Regions from separate parts of the Hordeum vulgare genome. Here all the other regions are linked to region 2. Evidence: chromatin contacts called from public Hi-C data. All regions are on one chromosome and are shown on one strand. The core of a region is the stretch at or near the end of the contact, and the rest is flanking DNA. Distances in the headings are between cores, read along the strand shown. Region 1 holds the start of LOC123427235 (protein disulfide isomerase pTAC5, chloroplastic). Region 2 holds the start of LOC123427229 (probable inactive beta-glucosidase 14). Region 3 has its middle 53 kb from the start of LOC123427233.

The links. A called contact is a pair of places that touch in the nucleus more often than the background predicts.
Region 1: a contact with region 2 is called in a Hi-C map of seedling, with 2.0 times the contacts expected there. The contact joins the promoter of LOC123427235 here to the promoter of LOC123427229 in region 2. A contact is called at or near these places in 2 of 6 Hi-C or Micro-C datasets (leaf and seedling).
Region 3: a Hi-C map of leaf shows a contact between it and region 2, with 3 times the contacts expected there. The contact joins the enhancer-like site here to the promoter of LOC123427229 in region 2. A contact is called at or near these places in 2 of 6 Hi-C or Micro-C datasets (leaf and seedling).

Annotation. Positions count from the first base shown.
Region 1 is chr2H:558,208,581-558,213,249 of MorexV3_pseudomolecules_assembly, reverse strand. LOC123427235 (protein disulfide isomerase pTAC5, chloroplastic) reads right to left here and starts at 2,203. Exons shown (of 6, transcript XM_045111232.1): 1 at 1,349-2,203; 2 at 905-1,000; 3 at 707-796; 4 at 361-589; 5 at 165-202; 6 at 1-59. The coding sequence starts at 1,942.
Region 2 is chr2H:557,728,996-557,733,217 of MorexV3_pseudomolecules_assembly, reverse strand. LOC123427229 (probable inactive beta-glucosidase 14) reads left to right here and starts at 2,463. Exons shown (of 12, transcript XM_045111226.1): 1 at 2,463-2,733; 2 at 3,994-4,060; 3 at 4,207-4,222. The coding sequence starts at 2,596.
Region 3 is chr2H:558,033,538-558,038,082 of MorexV3_pseudomolecules_assembly, reverse strand. No RefSeq gene overlaps it. Among protein-coding and RNA genes, the nearest start is that of LOC123427233, 53 kb to the left of the region's middle. Within about 2 kb of position 2,387, at least 1 of the 3 cell types and tissues checked has open chromatin away from gene starts, as enhancers often do. A contact at or near this core is called in leaf, where this site is marked.

The DNA of each region.
Region 1 (4,669 bases), core at 954-3,453, 480 kb before region 2:
GTGTAGCCAAGGCCTTCACAGTAGGGGCACTTGGTGTCTTCACCAACCCACTCCAAGAACTGCATTTTTAAGAAGTTAACTTTTAAACACACATTGCAGAAGAAATAACAAGGTTTAATTAATAAACAACGTGGTGCATTTCTGCAACACGAACTCTGGCGTACCTGTGGTTCGATGTTGGGCTCACCAGTTCCATCGCATTCTGCAGGAATGAAGAAGGATTATATCAATAATCACAACATAACAGAAGATTAACAGTAATAGTGCATAACTCCAGCAAATGGCAGTTGCTTATGTACACAGGAGGCTGGGAGTTAGATAAGAATGTAGACAGAGTAAAGAAGCAGTGACTTTCAGTACCTAGGCACAGGAGGCGGCCTTCGCCCCGGCAGGTGATGCACTGCTTTGTCGACGAAACAGTAGAACCGATGATCGGTTTATCCTTCTTGGTCAGCCTGGACGGGTCTTCCCACCTGTTTTCGCCGAGAAGGTACACTCTGTGCTTGTTGTAGTCAATTTTTTCCACCACAGGTTGCTGAAGCTCTGCAGTTTCTGCTACAGGTGGAACAAGTGCTCCATTTACGCCTTCCTACAGGCAAAAACGAAAGTATAATCTCAGATGTGTACATCAGGATCTCAATGTGTGGTCTTGAGTCTTGACCACATCACTGGAAATCTGACTCTGGCTTGAAATTTCTGAACTTGCCTTTCTGAGATCCTCCTGGGTCCGTCCTGTGAATAGCATCTCGAGCAGCTCCGACGTCATCAACCCGTCCTCCGTAGTCCCTATCGATGCCTGCAAACAAGAAATGTAATGCGGTACTGCAATTTTATACTAGCATAGCAGTTAGCACAGGCACAGCTCTGTCGACGAATGTGATGATGGGGCGGGCATTATATTGACCTGCCATGTCTTGACGGCTCGTTCGGTGCCGGTGGAGAAGCTGGAGAACTCCGTGTCCTCTTCGCCCGAGTAGAAACCGAGCTTTTCCAAGGCTTCCTGCATGAAGTGCACTACACTTGAATTTCCTTACATACCACTGAATACAATCTTTTGTGCATAGATTTTTCTTTTCGGAAGTGTCATGGAATGCTAACGAGTTGATTAGCAGGTTCTGGATCACAAATATAAATCTCTATCACTATCTCGTAAGTGCATTAATTCACAGCCACATTGTTGACAGTGTAGAGCGTCAGCAGATTGCACAAAGTTGCAGTGGGTAGCTAGGCAGAAAGTAGGCATTGCCAACAGTCAAGAGAACAGAGCATGTCCTGTTCGGCTCGACCACACGTCGTGCATGGCGAATCCTAGCCAAAACGAGAGGTGCGCGACCGCGGCTACGCTCACCTGCATCGCGCGCACTTCCTCGCCTTCGCTCCCTACCCTCAGCGCCCGCTTCTTGCCGCTGCCGGCCCCGGCCTTCGGTTTCGCCTTCGCCTTGGCCTTCTCCTCGACCACCACCACCTCCTTCCTCACCTCGACCTCCTCCACCGGCGCCGGCGCGGGCGGCGGAGGGGGCGCCACGCTCGCCGCGGGCGCGGGCGGGGGCGGAGCAACGCGCGCCGACGGTGCAGGGGGAGGCGGAGGCGGAGGCGGAGCAGCGCGCGTAGCCGCCGGGGCGGGAGGAGGCAGGGGCGCGGCGGGCGGCAGCGGGAGCGGCTCGAGCGCGCGGAGGCGCAGACGGAGCGCCGTGATCTCGGCGAGGAGCGCCTCCCGCTCGGCGCGCCAGCGCGACTCCTCGCGGAGCCACCGCTGCTCCTCCCGCAGCCAGCGCTGCTCCTCGCGGAGCCACCGCGCTTCCTCGCGCTCCTCCGAGGACGACGACGAGGAGGAGGAGGCGGCCGACCGGACGAGGAGGAGGACGGCGCGGCGCGGGTAGGGCCTGAGGCGCGGGCGGTGGAAGGAGGAGACGGACGGGAAGGCGGGGGTGGTGATGATCATGGTCGTGGAGGCTGGGGGCGAAGGGAAGTGGCGTGGAGCTTGGTGAGGAGATTGGCAGTGGCCTCTGGCCAGTGGCCAGTGGATATCCCTCGGCGTTGGCCGTTGATATTTCGGGCGCGCCGGGACGGTACCGCAACCGACCTGCAATTACACTTGGCGCCGGCGGCCCGAGCGAAAGTGTATTGTGGCCTAATGGAGCACTTGCATAAGGGTATGTACAATGATTGATAAAATAGTTTTATTTTAAATCTTTCATGTAATTTAAAGATAATAAAAAAGAGAGTCTATAATAGGTCATCTTTTAAGCCCTGTTTGGAACCATCCAGATTATATAATCCAGTTTTTATAATCCATTATGTCTTTAAATGGAACAGACTATGGTGTAGATTAAAAAAACTAGATGAACAGATTGTAAAAAACTCATAATTTAGTCTACACCAGCTAAAATCAGAATATGGATTGTTAATGACCCTTACATTCATACCATCGCCACCCTCCTTTTTTTTTAAACAGAGGGCAGACATATCATTATGCAATGTAAAACCTGAATTACAGTTTATATAATCTGGCCTCCAAACATGTTCACCTAGATTATTTTTATAAACCAGATTATATAATCTATCTTCATAATTCATATTATCATAATCTATTATGGTTCCAAACAGGACCTTAGCCTTATCTTTTATAATTAGTTATTCCTAAAAACATGATGAGACATATTGTACTAAAAGATCACCTCTTGTCTTCTCTTAAATAAAAGAAGACAAAGCCTTTTTTTCGAGTTCTCTCTCATCCACCTCATCATTTATTCTATGTAGCACTCTTAAGATAGCATCATTGTACATGTCCTAAGAAGGAGAGAACTCCTCTTCGGCGCCTGTCGCGCGGGGGGGTCGCAAGCAAAGCAACGGCTGCGTCCGCGGTGAAACTGCGTGTGGAAGAGTCTTCTTTTTTTTGCGAAAAAGTGTGGAAGAGTCAATCCGTCGAACACGTTGCGTGCGTCGACGGCTTGGGGTAGGAAGTACGTGCTAGGGCTATTTACCTTGGCTTCTCCGCCCGCGGGGCTCTAGAATGAACGCCTGGTAGTAGTAAAAAAATCTTCTTGATTTTCAAAAAATGTTATGGATTTTAAAAAAATTGTTTTTCAAACTAGGAAAATGTTTTTTATTTTTCAAAAAATGTTTTGGATTTTCAAAAAATATTCTGAATTATTGTAATAGGTTTAGCTCAGTCTCATTTAAACATGAACGTAGGAACTTTAATTTCGAGCCTCACAATCTCGCGGAATAGATAGACATGTGTGGTTAGGCAACCCTCATGATTCGAACCTTGTCCCTATGATCGTGGATTTTGATGAATGAAGAGGGCAAGATTTCCCAAAAAAAAAATTGGCACGACATGTGTTGGCTCCAATGGAAACAACCTTTATATCTCGCTTATAGTGAAATACTTTTTATAAGAATCATAGTGAGATACATTACTACCCATGGTGGTAGCTACACATGGCCCCAATTTTTATCTCTAATTAATTTGATAAATTACTTTGAAATATAAAAAATAATTTTATAACAAAAAATATCATGGTTTTGGACCAGCCATACAAGAAAACATGCAATTTTGCCAAAAAAAGGCAAGGAAAAAAATGAGAGAAGTGAGAAACGTTCTTTCTACAGAACAAAAAGACACTTGTGTCAAAAAGGTTACAAAAAAGACAAATCAAAGTGAAAAAAGGTCATTCATATACAACAATAATGAACTTGTGTCAATGCCTTTGAAACCCGACACCTCCTATATCAAAAAAGACACTTATACCAAAGGGTGTGCAGCTACTACCATGCATAGGAAATTGCCTCTCGCTCTTCTTTTCCCATTATTAATATTTTCTTCTTCTTTTCTTTTATTTATCTTTTTATTTGGATTTTTAAGTTTTTATTTATGTTTTGTACCGTTATTTCCTTTTCTTCTTTTCTTCATTTTTTTTTGTTTCCAATGTTTCTTTCTTTGCCTCCTTTTGTTTCACCAACATTTTTCTTTTGTTTTCCCTTTTTTCTTTGTTACAAAATTTTATTTTTTTTTGGTTTTGTATGTTTCCTTATCGGTTTTCATTTTTTTCACTTGCTTCGTCGCTTTTTTAGGCTTTTTAATTTTTGTTTCTCATAGTTTTTTTGTTTCAATTTATTTCTTTGGGTTTTTTACTTTTGCATTTTTTAAGCATTAAAAACATTTTTGAATACATGTTTAATATTTTTAAATACAATTTCAACATTTTTATATGAACAATATTTTTATACACATTTAACGTTGTTTATATGTCTGATTAATATTTTTCAATTCGAAGACTAACAATTTTTAATACATGGACACCATTTATCCTATATATATTTAATATTTTCAAATACTTTATTAATGTTTTTTGTATACAAGATTCACAGTTTTAATACATGGGCAACAATTTTTCTATACCCATTAAATATTTTCTAAATGCTTGATTGACATTTTCAAATGCTTTATTAATGTTTTTAAAATACAAGATTGATATTTTTAATACGTGGGCAACAATTTTTCTATAGACATTAAATATTTTCTAAATGCTTGATTAACATTTTCAAATGCTTTATTAATATTTTTTAGATACAAGGTTGATATTTTTTAATACCTGGGCAACAATTTTTCTGTACATTTAATATTTTCTAAATGTTGGATTGCCATTTTTTAAATTATTGTTTA
Region 2 (4,222 bases), core at 1,214-3,713:
TCTATCAGATCTCATCCTTGCAAATAACTCTGAAGGGATTGACAACCCCTTTTTAGCGTTGGGTGCAAATGTTTGATTGTTTGTGTAGGTACTACAATTGGGGCCTTGCTTGTTCCTCCTACTGGATTGATACCTTGGTTCTCAACAAACTAAGGGAAATACTTACCTACTTCGCTGCATCACCCTTTCCTCTTCAAGGAAAAACCAAGGCAAGCTCAGGAGGTAGCAGATTGCAGAACACCAAAGGCATGCTCGACATCCTTCCTAGCACTCTCTTGCTCTTGGGCAAATCTTTTCCTCTTCTCTCCGACAGGGTTGGAGATTGTCTTCACAATAGTGGTCCATTGTGGATAGATTCCGTCATAGTATCCTTTGTTGTAGTTATGACCGTTGATGTTAACATTGACCGGAGGACTGTTGCCTTCAGCAAGCCTTGCAAACACCGACGATCGCTGAAGCACGTTGATATCATTGTATGATCCAACCATGCCAAAGAAAGAATGCCAGATCCAGAGATCTTGAGAGGCCATGGCCTCAAGTATGACAGTGTAAGCCTTGACATCGCCCTTGTACTGGCATTGCCAAGCAGAAGGGCAGTTCTTCTACACCCAGTGCATGCAGTCTCTGCTGCCAAGCATCCCCGAAAAGCCTCGACTGGATTGATCGCCAACAAGCGGGTTATGTCCGCATCAGTCGACCCTCTCAAGTACTCAGGGCCAAACACTGCAACCACAACCTTACAGAATCTGTACAACGACTCTAGGCACGTAGACTCACTCATACGGACGTACTCATCGATAAGATCACGGGGTACTCCGCAAGCATCCAGATGGTTGCAGTGCATTTCTGATAAGATGAGAAGCCAATCTTTCCAATGGCATCCTCTTTGCACTCAAAGTAGTCATCGTATCCGACCACCCCCTCTCAAATCCGGTTGAAAACATGCCTAGCCATACGGAAACGACGTCGGAATTTCTAATGTTTGAACTTTGAACGGCGGATTGCTTGTGTCAAAGTAATCCTTCCATAGAAGGAAATGGCCGCTCTCTCGGTTGCGATTCAACGCTTGAACATGCCCCGGAATCGAGCCCAAAACAACGACCGCTGCCTATTTAGGTGGTCATGGATCAACACGGCAAGCAGCATCTCCTCATCGTCGGATGAGGAATTATCGGAGTCACACAGAACATTATGGAAAAAAGAACTCGGCGGCGCAGTCCATTTGTACCTTGAGGCAAACTGTCGAACAACTTGCGGGCGTGGACGACGAAGCTGACCGACAATGGCAGATTAGTGTCAGGGAAGCTGCGGTGCCTCGGCGGCGATGCGGCCGGCGACGTGGGTAAGCGTTGGGGAGGTATGGGAGGAGACACCGGAATTGGGTGGCGGCGGCAACGATGACGGGGTTGGCGGCAAGGTGAGGGCTAGCTATCGATGATGTCGGTAGGGGTGGAGAACGACCAATGTGCCACCGACTCACGGGTCAGGGGATGGAAAAAGCATGCGTCGTCCGCTTCCACTTTGTGTCCGCGCCGATCCAAACCAGGCTCAATATTGGGCTGGAAATGGGTCGGCAGGCGGACGAAAAGCGAACACGTGCCTGTTTGGGTCGGCACGTTGGACCGTCTTTTCTGTCCGTGTAGATCCAAACAAACTGCGACGGACGAAATGGGTCGTTCCGTTAGAGTTGCTCTATTTGTCATTTAAAATAAATCGTTGACGCTGATGGCAAACCAAAATATTGGCGGACGATTCCAGCGCCCTCGTTTCTACCAAACCTAGCCAAACGGGCCGGGCCGGCCCGACTACCCGCAGGCCAGGCATGACACGGGCCGGGCCAGGCACGACACGGGCCGGGCCAGGCACGACACGGGCCGGGCCCGGCACGGACTAATCGTGCCCGGGCCAGGCACGAGCACGCTATGGGCCGTGCCTGGACCGCGACCCCCAGCCCGCGTGCCGGCCCGGCACGGTACGATTAGGAGGCGGCGAGGCGGCCGATAGATCTGGATAGGTTCGAGCGGGAGGGGCTGGGCGGGACTCGCGGGAGGGGCGCACGAAAAATGGAAAAAGAAGCGGCGACGCAGTCGACTGGGCGGGAGGGGCGCGCAAAAAGGGAAGGGGAGGGCGGGAAAGGGCGGTGGGAGCGTGGGAAAGGGAGAGGGGGCTGATTTTTTTTGCCTTTTTTATTTTTTTTATATCAAAATAGCCAGCGTGCCGCGGGCCGGTCCAATTAGGCCTGCGTGCCGTGCTTGGGCCTGGGAGGCTGGCACGCGGGCCGACACGGCACGGCCCGGATATTAATCGGGCCCAGGCGAGCCGTGCCGTGCCTGGCACGATTACGGCGGGCCCGGCCCGCCGTAATCGTGCCGGCCCGTTTGGACAGGTATAGTTTCTACCAATGCATTGGCGCAAAAGAGCTAGGAGAGAGTGGAGGCGAGCTGGCGTACCAATTATTTGGATCCCATCCAAACGCCCACTCCACGGCTGGTCAATGACCAATATTTTGGTCGGGCAGATAAGGGATCCAAACAAAACAGCCCCTGAACTTTCAGAGCAGAGCTCACTGCGGAGGGGGTCGCCGGCCGTGGGCGGATGGCGCGCGAGGCGCCCTTGTGGCTTCTCCTGCTCTCGTCTGCTCACCTGCTCCTCCGATGTGCTTCGGCGCTCGATCGCGGCCAGTTCCCTCCTCCGACGAGCTTCCTCTTTGGGACATCCACCTCTGCCTACCAGGTACCTACCCCCCACCCAATTGTGCACCGAGTGGCTGCATATCCTCTCTTTTTTTCTCGATTGAGCTAATTTTTGTTTTTTGTTTTGAGGGGATCGATTGGGCTCCTGGGATGACTTGATGCATCCCCTTCTTTTCCAAACATTCAGTAGCCAGTAGGCGTATAATTGCAATCGTTACACTACGTTGCTGAAGGAAAATAATTAACTTTCCTTTTGGAAATCCTTAAGAAATCTACCATTGTCTTCAATAGAATTTTTTAGGATTTCTTTTTACAAAAGAGTTTATTAAATCCAAATTCTGAAAAAAAGAATAAGCAGATCCATAGAAGATATATGCTATGAATAAACCAAAGATAGCTAGAGTTACAGAAGAAATTGCATTAGTAAAAAACACAACCCCACAATTTTTTTAAAAAAAATACTTGGTTTTATCTAGCTTTCCTATAGAACAACTCGCTGATGAAGAAATATCTTGCTGCACATTTATTTTCCCAAATGATAAGTGTTTCATGTATGACACGAAGTACCGACCTGACGCTTTTTTATACTCCCTCCGTTTCAAAATAACTGTCTCAACTTTATACTAGCCCTAGAGTACTAAACTTGTCATCTGAAAAAAAAAAGATAAATCCCCAAAAAAACTGAAACTTGCCATCCAAACAGAAAGTTGCTATGCTTCACAACTAAAGTTGCCATCCTCTTGTAACTAAAGTTGCCATAAAAAAACATTGGAGCTGCTTCATGTCAGGTGTGTGGCACTTACCAGTTATCAGTGTCTTCTACTCCCTCCGTCCCGAAATAAGTGTCTCAACTTTGTACTAACTCTAATACAAAATTGCACTAAGTTTAAGACACTTATTTTGGGATGAAGGAAGTATTTTTTTAGGGTATTTAGTTGCACATTTATTTATTGGGTATCTAGCTGCACATCAGCTTATGAAGGGATGTAACTAAAAAAACTAAGGAATGGCTAGCACGGCCCAATCTATGCGCTATATCCTGTCATCCAAGTACCCAACCCAGTTGAGCTATGCAGCCCATTCAAATTGGGCTTCCGAACCGAAGCCGACCAAACCTAGTTGACTCCGTTGTTTTGCTGCCCTTGCCCCTTGGGAAACTTGTACACACTTTTGGACTTTTAGTGCATTAAAATTTTATTTATGATTTGTAGTGTGAGCTATCTTGTTACATAATACACCGGCCTCTTTTAGGCAACCTCAAGCTCAAGTTTGCTGATAACATGTTGTTTCCATTCTTCAGATTGAAGGCGGATATTTGGAGGGTAAGAAAGGCCTAAGTAATTGGGATGTCTACACCCACAAGGAAGGTGAAGATTCAGAATTCATATTACTGCACAGTTTCAATCTAGACATACTTCACTTTTATCTTGTGATAACTTGATTTCTTCATATGTCTTCTTACATTTTCTTTCTTTCTTCCTTCCTTCCTTCCTTTCTTATCTTGTGGGTTCAGGCACAATTGAGGATGG
Region 3 (4,545 bases), core at 1,138-3,637, 300 kb before region 2:
GAATCATATCGCACCGCAAGCTAATTTAACCTAATCGAATCGAATCAAAACTAGCCTGGTCATATCCCAATCTTGAAGCAAATTGGGTTGCAAGAAGAAAATAGATCTAAAAGGTAAGGGGGAGTGATACAGAGGTTGCTACCAGGATTAGGTCAAAGTGGGTGGCGTGGTCGACCTTGAATAACTCGATGTAACAGTTCTTTAGGTCGGCGGCGGGGGGCACCACTGACGAGCCGCTACCAAGATGAGGTCGAAGGGGCGGCCAGGAGGAGCTCAATGGTGTCACGCGTGAGGAAAGGGCGGAGGTCGTGGACGGGAGACACATCCTACCAAAGACCTACCAATGAAGAGCGCGTGCTCGATCAGATCGAGGTCCAGATTGGTGTGGGCTTGGTTGCGGATCCGTGCTGCGTCCATCGCGAGTCTAGGCATGGGATCGATCTTGGGTCAGCCTCGACCTCTTCTACGACGAGGGTTGTCGATGGTGGGAGTGGGGCAGCGGCGGATCGAGATCATAAGCAGAGGGAGGTTTGGGGTGGCGGCTGTGGGTGCGTGGGAGAGAAGGGGCAAGAGGATGAGGAGTGGGGAATGTGGGGTTGGGCTATGTAGGGTGAGAGTATGAGCGGCTGAGGGCTCTCGTTAGATTCGAGAGAATCTGACGGTGTTTGATGCACGATCCGCGTGAGATGCTCATGAACCAATCCGAACACATTACACATTATGATCATCTAAATTAGTCGTAGTCGACTAAAAATAAGGTGCAAACTCATGTCAGCTATTTTACAACTTGAAAAATAAAAATAAAATAAAAACAGAAAAACCTTCTCATCGTGCCATCAAATGTGACCTAGATCTAAGGAAACTAAAAAAAACTTGGCCTTGCAAGTGGTCTGCCTAACGGAAAACCCTATTTGACGGGCAGTGCGTCAAAATGTCGCAGTTTCACATAGGAAGATCGAGCGATCGTCGGGATTGGGCCGACCCATTTAAGCGTCTCAGTGTCCCAGCCGGTTTTTTTCCAATTTTAGAAACTTCCTAGAAGATTCCTGAACCAGGTTTTATTTTTTCTGTATTCTTTTTTATTTATTCTTTTTTTCTGTTTCTATTTCAGAAATCTTGTGGATTTTCATAAAATCTTCCGGAATTTGGAAAAATGTTCTGGAATTTGAAAAATGTTTTGGAATTTAAAAAATATTCTGGAATTTGAAAAATGTTTGGGAATTCGAAAACTGTTTGAAATTTGAAAAATATATTCTAGAATTTTAAAAAATGTTCCGGAATTTGAAAAAATATTCTGTAATTCTGAAAAAATGGTCCAGAATTTAAAAAACATTCTGGAAATTTATCAAACTGTTTCAATTTTTTCAGAAAAATGTTCTGGATTTGGAAAATTGTTACGAAATTCAAAAAAATGTTCTGGAATTTCAAAATTGTTCTTCATTTTCTAGTTGATGGTTTCGTACAACACGTCGTTCTGGTTGATGGTTTGTTAAATGTCAATGGTACTTGTAGTGTCACCAAAAAAAATTACGGTGTCAAAATTTGTTCGCAATTCGAAACATTTTCAAAATTTTATAATTTTGTTCACAATTTGAAAGATAGTTACGGTTTCAAAATTTGTTCACAATTCAAAAAATGTTGACAATTTTATATTTTTTTCATAACTTGAAAAATGTTCACTGTTTAAAACTTTGTTCAAAATTGAAAAATGTTTACGATTTCAAAATTTGTTAACAATTCGAAAAACATGCACAGTTTTATAATTTTTTCACGAATTTGAAATTTGTTCAGGTTTGAAAATTTGTTCGGAATTCAAAAAATGTTTACGGCTTCAAAATTTGCCCACAATTCAAAAAATGTTCACAATTTTATAATTTTGCTCATGTTTCAAAAATTTGTTCACAATTTGGAAAAGGTGTAGAATATGTTTTTTTACAAAAGTTGTTCGGAATTTAGTAAATGTTCCTGTTTTACAAAATTTGTTCACAGATTCATACATTTATCTGATTTTGAAATTTTTCTACAATTTTTCCAAAACTTTTTGCTGATTTTCTATTTACAAAATTATTTAAGTTTTGCCAAAAAGATTCACGTTTTTAAACATTATGCAGAAATTTAATAAATGTTCCAGTTTTCACAATTTGTTCACAAGTGCCCTGATCTGCCAAGTAATTTAGTTCTTAAAACTACGGGTTGTTTATTTGTCACTTCTGGTCGTTAGGAAGTGGTTATCGCTAGACGGACACGGTCGTTTGGTCTGGAACTCGATTCCTGTTTAGGAACGCATTTTTTTCTAGATTTTATATCGCGCATGTACAGGTCGTGGTGGCCACATCGCTAGTCTACGGGCTGGCCCAATCGATGAGTCCTATTTGCCGCAAAACACGACATATAGGAGCTCCCCGGACGGTCGAACTAAAATGGGAAATCCTATTTAAGGCTCTCTACGTCAAAATGTCAACGAAACAGACAGGCGAGGAAGCGATAGTTTCAGATTGGGTTGGCCAATTAAAGCATCCAGGTTTTGGGAACCTTCTATAATGTTCCCAGTCGCTTTGATCCAGATTTAGGAAACTTCAATAAGGTTGCCTGAACTGTTTTTCTCTCGTTTTCTTTTTTCATTTACTTTTCTGTTTCTGTTTTAGAAAATGTTCTGTGTTTTCAAAAAAATAATCTTCAAATCCAAAAAAATTGTTTGTTTCTAAAGAAAATGTTCCGGATTTTCAAAACCAATCTGGGTTTTAAAAATGTTTGGCATTTTCAAAAATTCTTCTTCAAATTTGAAAAATGAAATCTATATGGGAATTACCAAAAAAAGGTTCCTGTTTTGTCATTTTGTTCAAAAATATATAAATGTTCTAATATTTTTTGAAAAATCCTCTTTTGTTAATTTGTTCGACAATACAAAACATATTTTCAATTTTGATATTTGTTCATGTTTCCATTTTCTGTATTTTCTTTTGTTTCTATTTCTTTTTTTTATTAAGTTCAATTTTGTGCACAATTCAAAAACACTGACTGTTTTAAAATTAATGCACAATTCGAAAACTGTTCACAGTTTCAAAATTTGTTCACAAATTGAAAAAAATTCATGTTTCAAAAAACATTCATAATTTAAAAAATGTTCGTGCTTTCAAAATTGTTTAAATATTTAAAAATGTTCGCGGTTTTATAATTTTGTTCATCAATCTGCAATTTGTTTATGTTTCCAATGTTGTTCACAATTCGAAAAATGTTCGTGGTTTAAGGGAAAATGTTCACAATTTTATAAGTTTGTTCAAGAATTCGAATTTTTTAATATTTAAAAATATGATCACAATTTGAACAATGTTCGTGGTTTAAAGAGAATTTTTAACAATTTTATAATTTTGTTCACGATTTTTTTATGTTTCTAAATTTGTCCACAATTCAAAAAATGCTCGCGGTTTCAAAATTTCTTTGCAGATTCGAGAAATGTTCACAGTTTTATAATTTTGGCACAAATTTGAAATTTATTTATGTTTGAAATTTGTTCACAATTGGAAAAATGTTTAAAGGTTCAATATTTGTTCATCTTTCAAATTTTGGTCAGAATTTGAAAACTGTTCGTGGTTTCAAAATATTTTTGAAGATTTTAAAAATGTTTCCGATGTTATAATTTTGTTCATGAATTTGAAATTTGTTCATGTTTCAAAATGTGTTCTTAATTTAAAATATGTTCATGGTTACAAAAATGTTGTGTAGTTTCAAAAAGTATTCTTCAAATCCGAATTAGTTTTTACTTCAAATTCGAAAAGAAAAGTAAAAAAGAAAGAAAAGACGAACAAAAAAAGAAATAAGCAGAAAAGGAAGAGAAAAATAAAAAAACTGCGCCAGCCCAGTCGGGTGATCCCTGTGCGTCCGCTTGACAGTTGGTCGTAATGAGCGGCGCTTAGGAGGTCCCCTGCCTAGCCCTTCGTTTTCTTTTTCTTTTTTATGAAAAGCTTTCGATCTATTCATCAACTGTTAAGATAGTATAAAAAATATTAAAAATGATAAACAAATCTAGCTCCATAGATCATTTAGCGACACTTCCTTCAACAATGTCTAAAAACTGCTGACGAATCATTGTCTGGTCTGGCTCTATCATAATTATACAATTATGTCTTGTTTCACAATGGCCGAAATTGTTGTTGTCTCATTTACTCATTTCGAGACCTCAACTTAAATTATGTGGACACACCTAATATACAAACAGGGTTGCAGAGTAATCAATTTTAGTTGGCCAGCTAATCGTATCTGTCCTTCTTATCTATCTAACGTCATGCACTGACCCATAACCATGTGGCAACATGTATTAATGGATCAAGTTGCTTGATTGAGGCGAAAATTCAAAGAGGTGCGCAGGTGTGGAGGCACGCACCTGCGCATCCTCTTACAGTCGTTGATCTGCCTTGTGATCCGAAAAGTTGCTTTGAAGGAAATTGTGTTGAAACACGGGGTGTGTTTTAGGCCCATTCAACATCTTTTGAAAATCTTTAAGAGCTCATGTACGTGTCATGACAAAGGGGTGTTGGAAAGTTTTGT